Linked DNA regions of Oryza sativa: region 1 is linked to region 2. The links are chromatin contacts, called in public HiCAR-type maps. All regions are on one chromosome and are shown on one strand. The core of a region is the stretch at or near the end of the contact, and the rest is flanking DNA. Distances in the headings are between cores, read along the strand shown. Region 1 holds the start of LOC4330793 (RING-H2 finger protein ATL29). Region 2 holds the start of LOC4330752 (ethylene-responsive transcription factor RAP2-4).

Evidence for each region. HiCAR-type assays count read pairs that join an accessible place to other places.
Region 1: a HiCAR-type map of leaf shows a contact between it and region 2, with 3 times the contacts expected there. The contact joins the promoter of LOC4330793 here to the promoter of LOC4330752 in region 2. A contact is called at or near these places in 1 of 15 Hi-C or Micro-C datasets (seedling) and 1 of 4 datasets of contacts at active chromatin or transcription factors (leaf).

Annotation. Positions count from the first base shown.
Region 1 is chr2:32,461,773-32,466,847 of ASM3414082v1, reverse strand. LOC4330793 (RING-H2 finger protein ATL29) reads right to left here and starts at 3,722. Exons shown (of 3, transcript XR_003240547.2): 1 at 2,365-3,722; 2 at 1,580-1,687; 3 at 867-1,191. It overlaps LOC136355100 (a long non-coding RNA gene), which reads right to left and starts at 92. Exons shown (of 2, transcript XR_010739178.1): 1 at 1-92.
Region 2 is chr2:32,141,397-32,146,368 of ASM3414082v1, reverse strand. It overlaps LOC4330752 (ethylene-responsive transcription factor RAP2-4), which reads right to left and starts at 2,574. Exons shown (of 1, transcript XM_015770385.3): 1 at 634-2,574. The coding sequence starts at 2,011. The coding sequence ends at 995.

The DNA.
Region 1 (5,075 bases), core at 2,473-4,972, 320 kb before region 2:
CTTTGGATTGTTAAAAATACTTCCTATGCTCAAATAATTCCAAGAAAAATCTTGAACATACTTGGACACCCAAAGTATTTAACAATATTAAAACCAGACCATTTAATGATTAATTTAATATGTGGGTAATTACTGAAATGCTCTTTGTATGATTAAAAAATTAAGAATTGAGCTCCGAAAAATCTGAGAAAATTTCAGAGAGTGTAATTAATCATGGAGAATTTAATCAAAATTAAATCCATCCATGCTTTATATTTAGAAAATTTTATTTCCCACATTTAACTTCACTTGTAAATTAATGAACATTTAATATAAATTCTAATAATAATTTATTAAATAATTTATAAATCCTGAAACAAAAATCAGGATGTGACACACGTATATAAAATACAATATGAATATTACACATTAGTAGTTTCGTAAAGTTATTGAAAAATTTAAAATTATGTTGTTATTTTAATATATTTGAATAATATATTGAGAAAACATATATGCTATTATATGAGAGAAAATATAATGATACTAGCCGCGCAGATTGCGCGGGCCACCATACTAGTTATTATTGTACTACACTCCCACAACAACGCGTGGGTTTCACCTAGTTAAATCCACGCCCATACTCATCGGACACGGTGCCCATGGGCCATGGGTAGCGGACCCAGAGCAGGATTGCCATTCCTAATCGGATCGTTATAGATTATTACTATTTGCTTCTCGCCTCTATAAAAGTATGTTCCCTTAAAATACTTATTTAAAATTATTTGTTTGGTTTGTTTCTTTCAAATATTTAATTTATCTCAATTAAGTAGATAATTTTTGACATATCATAATCTGATGAATAGTTTGTTTCGAATGGGCTATGTAAATTTTGTTAGGAGTATATGCCACTCCAAATGTTGTCACTTGAAGAATAACATTTATAAACTTGAAATTGAAAAGGCACATTTCTAAAATGTCTCTTCTCTGGTGCTGTTTGCCACCCTGTGACCAGATTGCCCTGTAGTCTGTTTTGTCCATCGTCGTTGTATACCTGACAGGCGACAGCTATAGTAGTTGACGTTGTTTCCATGCATTTTGGTTGTCCCATTAAACTCGTTGTAACTTTTCCCCATTTTTCAGCACGGTTTGCACGTACAAAGTCAAGAAAAAAAAGTTCATATCGTTGTCATCTACATAAAGCAATGATTATCCCTGAAAAAAAAACATGTGAAAGTATCTGAATCGCTTACCGTCTAGAAGGGAACTAAAGGTAAAGTCGTTCTTAATTGAGCCGACTAGGTTGAATTTGATCTTGAAAATTCTTTTCTAAGAATTTTGATGTTAACCTTGGGCAGACAAAACAGTACATCAAAACTATTGCACATATTATTTGCCAAAAAATAGAGAGTTATTTTCCTTTTCTTTCAGTCCAGGAAGGGATAAGATTTCAGTTAGTTCAGATTGTACGAAAATACTCCATTCCAAGGAGGCTGCATTAGTACTTCTGCTATGTAGTAATAGGCTTCAGTTTATTCAGATGTATTGGCAAATCTTACATATTGATCGATCATCGATATGAATTGTAAAGTTAAATTCTTACCCTCGGCGTCCAGTCGATGGAGATGGTTTACCAGTCATATTGACAGAGCCTGCGCCCGGCCGAAACGGCGGGTGTTAATGCCTAACATTTCATTTATGCATTCGTCTCCTGCACAAACCACAGTGTAAGAGCTAGGATGAATATAATTATCTATCCAATTAAAGACACAAAATGATACTGCGTGCGATTGTTCAGGCATCTTTTATTCTACTGATTTGCTCATGTACAATAATATACATTCACATCTAAGGGTGCGTTCTTTCAAAGGAGATTGGGGAGAGATTGGAGATATTGTCACTCGTTTTCCGCGCGCACGCTTCCCAAACTACTAAATGGTGTATTTTTTGCAAAAAATTTCTATATGAAAGTTGTTTTAAAAAATCATATTAGTCCATTTTTGAAATTTAAAATAGTTAATACTCAATTAATCATGCACTAATGACTCACCTCGTTTTACGTATCTTTCCAATCTTCTCAATCCCCTCTCCCTCAAACACAGCCTAAGTTTCTAGTTCCAAAAAAAAAAAAGCATCTAAGTTTCTTCAACCTAGTATGTATATTATTTCGCCTTTGCTATTCTGCAGTCACCTGATTGATCAATAGGTGCTCCCATAATATTTGGGCATATCGGCGTTGATAATATACCTAGTACAGAGTACAGAATACAGTCCCACCGACAAAAAAAGACCATTTCTTTCTTTCATGTGGGAAAATGCATGACGTCAAGTTCAACTGTTCAAGTTTCTCACTCAAAACTTCTGTTCGTTTTCTATGTTCGAACTTGCCTGGTAGCTGCCTTCTCCACGTCCACAGCCGCCGCCGCCGCCGAGCTGGCCACAGTGCAACCAGGGTACTGTGCAGTCCCATGAGCAGAACCGTCGTCGGCAACATCGACGGCGGCCACGCGCTTCCCTTTCACCTTCGTCACCGACGACGACGAGGATGATGACACTTCCACCTGGGTGCTATCCGGCGTTCTCCTCGACGACGGGGAGAGGAAAGACAGCTTTCCTGACAAAGAATTTGAGAGAAAAGATGACCATCTGCCCGACCGCGAAAACCGGGGGCTGCACCGAGCGCCCATGCCGACCCCTTCCCCGAGTCTCCTCCCGCGGCGCACGCTCTGCTCCCCCGCCGCGACCATCTCCCTGTGTACGTGCTCCGGCAGCCGCAGCGTGTACCGCTCTAGGTCGCCGTCGAGCCGGACGGCGAGGGAGTGGCCAGTGGAGTGCGACCGGGGAAGCTTCGCCGCCGACGTCTTTGGCCGCAGCCCCGACCGTGACCGCATCGCGCGGAGCTGGGTGCCTATCGCCTGAAGCTCTAGCTCCTCCTTCCTCCGCTCCTCGTCGTCCTCCTCGGTGACCACGTCGATCACCACGGCTGCTGGGTGCGCCCCGTCTTCTTGCCGTATCACAACTATTTCACTGGAGGTGCTGTTCGGATCGGCGGCGGCGGCGGCCGGGATGATCACCTCTTCGGTGGTGTCCTTGTTAGGGTCGAGATTGCGGCGGCAGACGGGGCAGGTCACGTGGCTGGCGAGCCACTGGCCGATGCAGTCCGGGTGGAAGGCGTGGCTGCACTTGGGCAGGAACCTGAGCATCTCGTCGTCCTCGAACTCGCTGAGGCACACCGCGCACTCCAGCGCGGCGCCGGCGACCTTCCCCACCCGCAGCGCCTTCGCCTCGGCGTACTTCATGGTGGGGAACATCCGGACCACCGACGAGTCGAGCCCGCGCGGCCGCCGCTGCCGCCTCGAGACGAAGCTGTTGGCAGGGAGGATCATGGAACGGCTCCCGCCGACGCCGCCGCCCTCCGTCGCGGGGTCGTAACCGGTGCAGTGGCGGAGGTAGATGGTGGAGATCGCGATGAACAGGAAAACCCCGACGACGGCGGCCAGCAGCACGATCATCGTCGTGCTGACGTGCACCTGCTGCCCGGACACGTCGCCGTAGGCATACCCCTGCTGCCCCGCCGGCTGCGCTCCGGCCGTCGACGACGACGCCGCGAGCGCGCACGCGAGGAGCGCCGCGAGCAGCGCGTGCTGGTGCTGGTGCGCGTGCATCCTAGCTCGGCAACTTGGCATGCAGATAGCGCGCGTGGTCGGCGGCGGGAGGCGAGGGCGCCTTGGCTAGTCGTCTTCCCTGCGCATGCAGCGTGCGGAGTCGTACTAAATAGTAAAGGGCCGTGTAGGAGTGGTCAAGTCGAGGTGAGCTGTGACCTGTGAGGAGGACGATCGACGAGAACGTCGCGATAGCGTGGCGCGCGCCGGGTCTCGCGGGAGGATGTGGATTCCGCTGTCCGGCCAGGTGGATACGCTGTTTGGCAGGTTTGACTGTACGATCGAACCGTCCAGGTGTTCAGAAGCAGTGTGGTGACTGGGCATGCCAGTTGGATTTGGACCTTGGACTCCTCTGATTTCAGCTACGTGTCTACCTGTCAGGTCTGTAACGGACCCAGAAACGGTTAACAGTTAAACCACTAAAAAAAGCAAGTCCACATGTAGCTTGAATCAACGGTTACAGGCTCGGAAACAAAGGTGAATCTAGCTCGTAATTAATTAGGTATTAATTAATATAAGCTTAAAAATAAATTTATTTTTTATATAAAACATACTCCGTTTAGCCGTCCAGTAAACCTATTAACAAACAAAAAGGAGTTGCCCAAAGCAATAGCCGCTTTGAAAGGAACAGGTACTAAGGGCAGTCCCAACCTATGGTGTCCATAAGTAGTGTCTATGGTGCCATGTCAATAAGACATCACAATAGAAACTATACTCTACAACCCATACTTTCTTAAATTAGACCATTAATAAATACATCATCTTTCTTCTCTACCAATCATATTTATTCTTTATCTATTATGAAGACAATATTCTCTCCCAATGCAAAACTTGATAATTCTCTCCCAATGCAAAACTTGATAGTGTCTAGTGCATAGGTTCTCGTGTTGAAGTTGTGTCTTGCATGAGACCCAGTTTCTTCCTCTCTTCACTCTCTCTCAATTAATATAGTGCCACATAAACTAAAAGTCCTACATGGCAATGTAGTTAATGCCATAGACACCATCCTAGATGGAGGGCTGGGACTGCCCTAAGAGATGTTGCAAATGATTCATTCTAGTGTATAACGGAAGGATTAATCAATGCGTACAAATATATCTATGAAAATGAAATAAATAGTTGTGCTAAATAAAATCCAATCTTTTATAGATATTAGGATAATCCTAACCTTTCATTTATTTATTAATTAAAAGCTATAACCAAGCTATTAATATTATACATTCCGCAGCCCATATGTCTGCATCGCAAAAGCATTAACGGTTGCTAACATAACTCGAATGATAAGACATTTTTAGAAGCAAATTGTATTGCTAAATTTCCATCCATGATTAGAAGTATAGCCATCATCTCTAAATAATGGCATGTTGCATCATTTCTTGGTCCTCCTCACACCTTCAAAATCCAATCGCACTTTTAAATCTAACCTCGTGTAAAATT
Region 2 (4,972 bases), core at 1,325-3,824:
CCCGGGGTGACCCGCATGTCGTTTTCGGAGGATAAGCTCGGCTAGTCGGGCGCTTGCATCATGGGGTTCGGCGAGATTCCGGATGCATCCGTTGCAAATTGCCATGTTGTAGTAAACAAAACGCCATTTTTGTGACGCCCCGGTGATGTTAGCGCTTTCGTGTGCATCCTAACTGAAACAGCTCAGGAGGTGAGCTGGGAATTTGGATGCCAACGAACGATGAACTCATCTCTGAGGCTCCGGCTCCTCCAATCAATTGTGTGCAGTTTACGCCTGATGCACGGTGGATGGCGGCCGGATCATTTTGTTGCAGGAGTGAAAAAAAACTGAACTGCTCTGAATATCTGAACAGCTGATAGCCTGAGAGAAGAGCCGGGAGAGGTATGAATTAGTAGGGCATCTATTTTTCGCAGCCATGAATACTTTACAAGCTCATCAAAGTTTAATTCTTTTTCAAAGATGAATGAAAACTTAACCTTTCTATGTGGATTAACACAGCTCAGTATCTGATGGTAAGCAATTGCAGGCTAGCATAGTAGCATCGGAGACATAATAATCACAATCAGAAGGCATGACAACTGATTAGGCAACTCGAGAGTACACAACTACACACATATAGATCAGACAAGCACGTGAGAAAGGTACATATAGTTACATAAGCTACTGAATTTCCAACATGTAACAAGGGATTACAGCTTAATTCTCGACCGGCCGCGCCGTGAAAAAAACAACCGGCAGCTCAACCAGGAGATCAGATCACTGAGTACACCAACGACACTTGCACGACGACGTAATACCAACGACCTTACTACTACTGAGTACTGACTAGTTACTGCTACTCGCAGCAGCCATGGCCGACGTCTAAAATGCCACCGAGCCATGGAAGCCACGGAATTCAGAGAAGATTACACAGCTAGTTGAGTTGAGTGACTCTAGCTTGACGAAGACTACTACTAGTACTAGTAATAGACTAGTAGTAGCTGCTTCTGCTTGTTTATGAGAGGATTGAGTCCCAGTCGATCTCCCAGGACGGGTACTTGCGCAGGTGGAATGTCTCCGACTCGTCCCATGGCGCCTCCGTGAAGTCCAGCTTCTCCATCTCCGGCACCGGGGGCGACAGCGGCGTGGGCGGAGGAGGGGAGCCGGCGGACACCGAGTCCTCCCCTTCCGTCGACGCCGAGCACTTGGGGGACTCCGGCTCCGCCGCGGAGGCCGCTGACTCGGCGGGGGTGTTCTTGGACGAGCTCGTGGCGAGGGACTGGCAGATGGCGGTGAGCTTGGCGTCGACGGAGGCGTGGAGCGGGCCGGCGAGGTGGGCGCCGCCGCGGCGGAGGGTGGGGAAGTTGAGCCGCGCGAGGTCGCCGCGGAGGCGGAAGGCGGCCTTGTCGTAGGCGAGCGCGGCGTCCTCGGCGGTGTCGAAGGTGCCGAGCCACAGCCGCGTCCGGTTCTTCGGGAGGCGGATCTCCGCCACCCACTTCCCCCAGTGGCGCTGCCGCACTCCGCGGTAGAGCTTCGACTGCGCCGCCCCGGCGACCGCCGCGAACGGCCCCGCGCGCGGCGGCGACCCGGACTGCTTCATCGGCTGGCCACGCGGCCGAAGGAAGGCGCCGGCCAGGGCCCTCTGCTGCTGCTGCTGGGCCAAGAACTGGGCCTGGATCTGCTGGATCTGGGCTGGGCCCAGGTGGGTCAGCCCCATCGGCCCGTTCGTCGCCGACGCCGCAGGTGAAGCAGCATGATACTGCGAAGAGTACAGCGGAGGTAGCTGCGAGAAAGACGAGGTGGTGGTGGCGGCGGCGGTTGTGATAGAGGAAGTGGGATAAGATGGGGTGGGCATGTAAGAATCTTGGCTCATGGAAGGAGAAGAAGAGTAGTAGTGGTGGCAGGGGGAGGAAGCGGAGGAAGAAGAAGCGCTCCTAATAAAAGGTTCGAGCGCTTTCATGAGCTCCTGATCCGAGGATGCGATCTGGTGTGTGCTAGTGTTATACTTGTACATGTCTATTGCTGCGGCCATGAGGACTGGATGGAGGTAGAAGATGAAGATGGCAAGGGTATGGAAATCTTAAAAACAGGAAAGAAAAAAGGGGTGCTTTTTGGATGCAAGAAGTGAAAAATCAGCCCTGTTCCTCAATAAAAGTAGAGAAACAAAGGGTGCAAAGAAAGAAAGAGCTTTTGAATAGAAAGAAGAAAAATTTGAGAGGATGAACTAGAAGGGTATTGCAAAACAACCCTTTCTGGCCTTAGAAAAGCAAAGGAAGCCTAAAAATCGGCAAGAATCCAGAAGAGAAAAAAGGTTCTCTGGATCTCTGTTCCTCCTAGGAGAAGTTGATGGGATGAGAAAGAACCTGTACGCACAAGAACTCCTCTTTCGATCTAATAAACCCGAAAGAAGTACCTTCTTGGGACAGGACCTTTCTTGTGTGTTACCTGCTTCTAAAAAGATCAGAGAAGTTCAGAGAACAAACCTGTTGCTGCTCGTCGCTGATGATTTTTTTCAGATCGCTCAACCTCACCGTGGACTGGGATGGGATGGGATGTGGCTTTGGTGTTCTTGGGGTGGGGTTGAGGCGTCTCTCTGAGGAAGAAGAGGCCTCACACCATGGCCTTTATATAGCGCCACTTTGGCCGTGCAAGCAACGCAACGCAACCGAAGGCAAGCATCTCTCTTCCTCTCTGTTCATTGCCAATCTTTCTCTACAAAATATACAAAAAGAAAATAAAAGGGTTTTTTTTTTGAAATGTGAATTACTAGTACAAATAAGCTGTAGCTTTCGCCCATGCCGTCAGGCCACGGCAGGTAGCACGCGGGGGTAACAAGTTGCAGCCAGTGAGGATGCCCCACGTGTGCTCAGGACAGGGGTGTGCACGTCGCCACACTGTGTTTTGCTTACGTGGCGTCCTGTAGTTGGTTGATGGACTGATGGTGGGCTGGATTGACTTCAAATTTTGCTGCCCTTTGTCCAGGGGAATTCGCCTTTTGGATTGCGCCAAGGGCTAAAAGCCTTCTCCATCTGAGGCCATTACAGTTTTGAAAAGTATTCAATGACTGGCATTTACTCTGTAAATTAAGATATGTTGGATTCTTATTCTTTCATTCATTCTCTTTCAGCTTTACTTTGCGTAGTTTGATGGTTTGCCTCTACTACCATATCTTGAATATATTCTTCTTATTTTAAAATCACCTTGTTTCTTTCGCTGGGTTGGGGGAAAAAAATCCAGAACTGCTATTGTTGCGTTACAAGAAAAACAGTGGTGTGAATTGGTAGAAACAATTTGAGCTTGAACTGTTCTTGGTATTGGAGAAGCGGGCACCATTGATTTAGACATGAAAAAGGACATTATTGATTTCTAGTGCCTCCTCAATTATATCGCCATTATTTGCAGGTCTAATTACAAGCGCTGTACAGCCGTGATTTTATTATTGGCAAATTGTTTTCCATCGGTCAACACAGCCACGTGATCGTATAGTAGGGAGCCCCTCAATAATGCATTTTGGTCAAAAACTTATGGTGAAAATTTTACAAACATCAATTCTTGGATAGCAACATAAGGAGGAAAAAATGGCGAGGTGAATAGTTTTTTCAAACTTTGCTGGTTACAATCAACCTTTCAATGAGCTGATTCATGCGTCTGTATGTACTGTACGTGGTTGTCTTTGGACTTTCGAGTTTAATCCTCGTGATACAAGTGTGCTGATTGTAATGTTTCACCTGTTCAATCTGAAATTACATGATGATGCAAGCTGAAGAGAAGGCCGTTAGAAGCAGGGAATTAATTAATCCGTTGCTTATGCACTGAAAAAGCAGCAAGCTAGGGTGCAAATGCGTGTTGGGCACATTAAAGCACAAACGGGAAGATGTTGCCGAAGATTATAACGCCACACCTATTCGGAGCTTTAATTTCGGGGACACTTATATCATCCGGAGAGATTGTGGAGTACGATATGTGTACGCCTTGATTTTGCCAAACCGTGCGATTTCTCTAGCAAATCAAACCTACACGAGTCAAACACGTACGATACATTCTCACAGTACATATAAAACCACATGTGGGCGGAAACTATTTTAACAGTTTAAGTGTATGTCTACTCGTTTATTTACATGTCATCCAAAATAGTTATGAAAAAAATAAAAAAATATGAACAAAATAGATAAATATGTAATATATCAATCCACAAACATGCAAGTTAAAATTCAACTTCTACAAGTTGTAACAAAAATAACAAACAAAACTCAAATTACTATATGTATATTTACAATTAAATTTGTTATAACTTGTAGAAGTTAAATTTAAACTTGTGTATCTGTGGAGTGATATATTACATATTGATATATCTTATCAATTTTTTTTAAAAAAATTCATAACTATCTAATTGACATGTAATAAATGGGTAGATGTCCATTTGAGCTATTAGAATCCATCTCCTGCATTTGTGATTATCCACCAGCTGATCGAGACCAGCTTCAAATCGTCGAAAATTAGAATGGCCAAGTAATCTGCCCCGATAGGAAGGGTACTATAAGCACACAAGCACAACCTGCACGACAGGTTGCAGCGCCTTCTAATATCGATCCCGGCGAACAAAAAAATCTGGTGCAAGTTGAGCGCCCGCGCGAGCAACACAACCGTGGGCACGGAGCTGGACGTTGACACGCATATCGGTGATGAGAATACGAGAGCATACGAGACGGGGAGATGCCCCGCCGATTTGGAGCCGGAGATCTCGAAACGATCGATGCCGATCCACGTGGGCAAGCGCTGCGTACGTCGTCGTGCAACGCGACGCCTTCGTTTTCGATGGATCCTCCCGGCCGCGCCCGCGCGAGGTCAGCGTCTCGCGAGGCCGCGAAGCAAAAAAAAAACGCAACGACGCGCGCGCGCGAGGTGGTGGGCCGCGACGATCGCACGGGGATCTCCGCGTTTTTGGCAAGAAAACCGTAGCATTTCCGCGCACGCCCGGTGTGCTCGGCTCGTT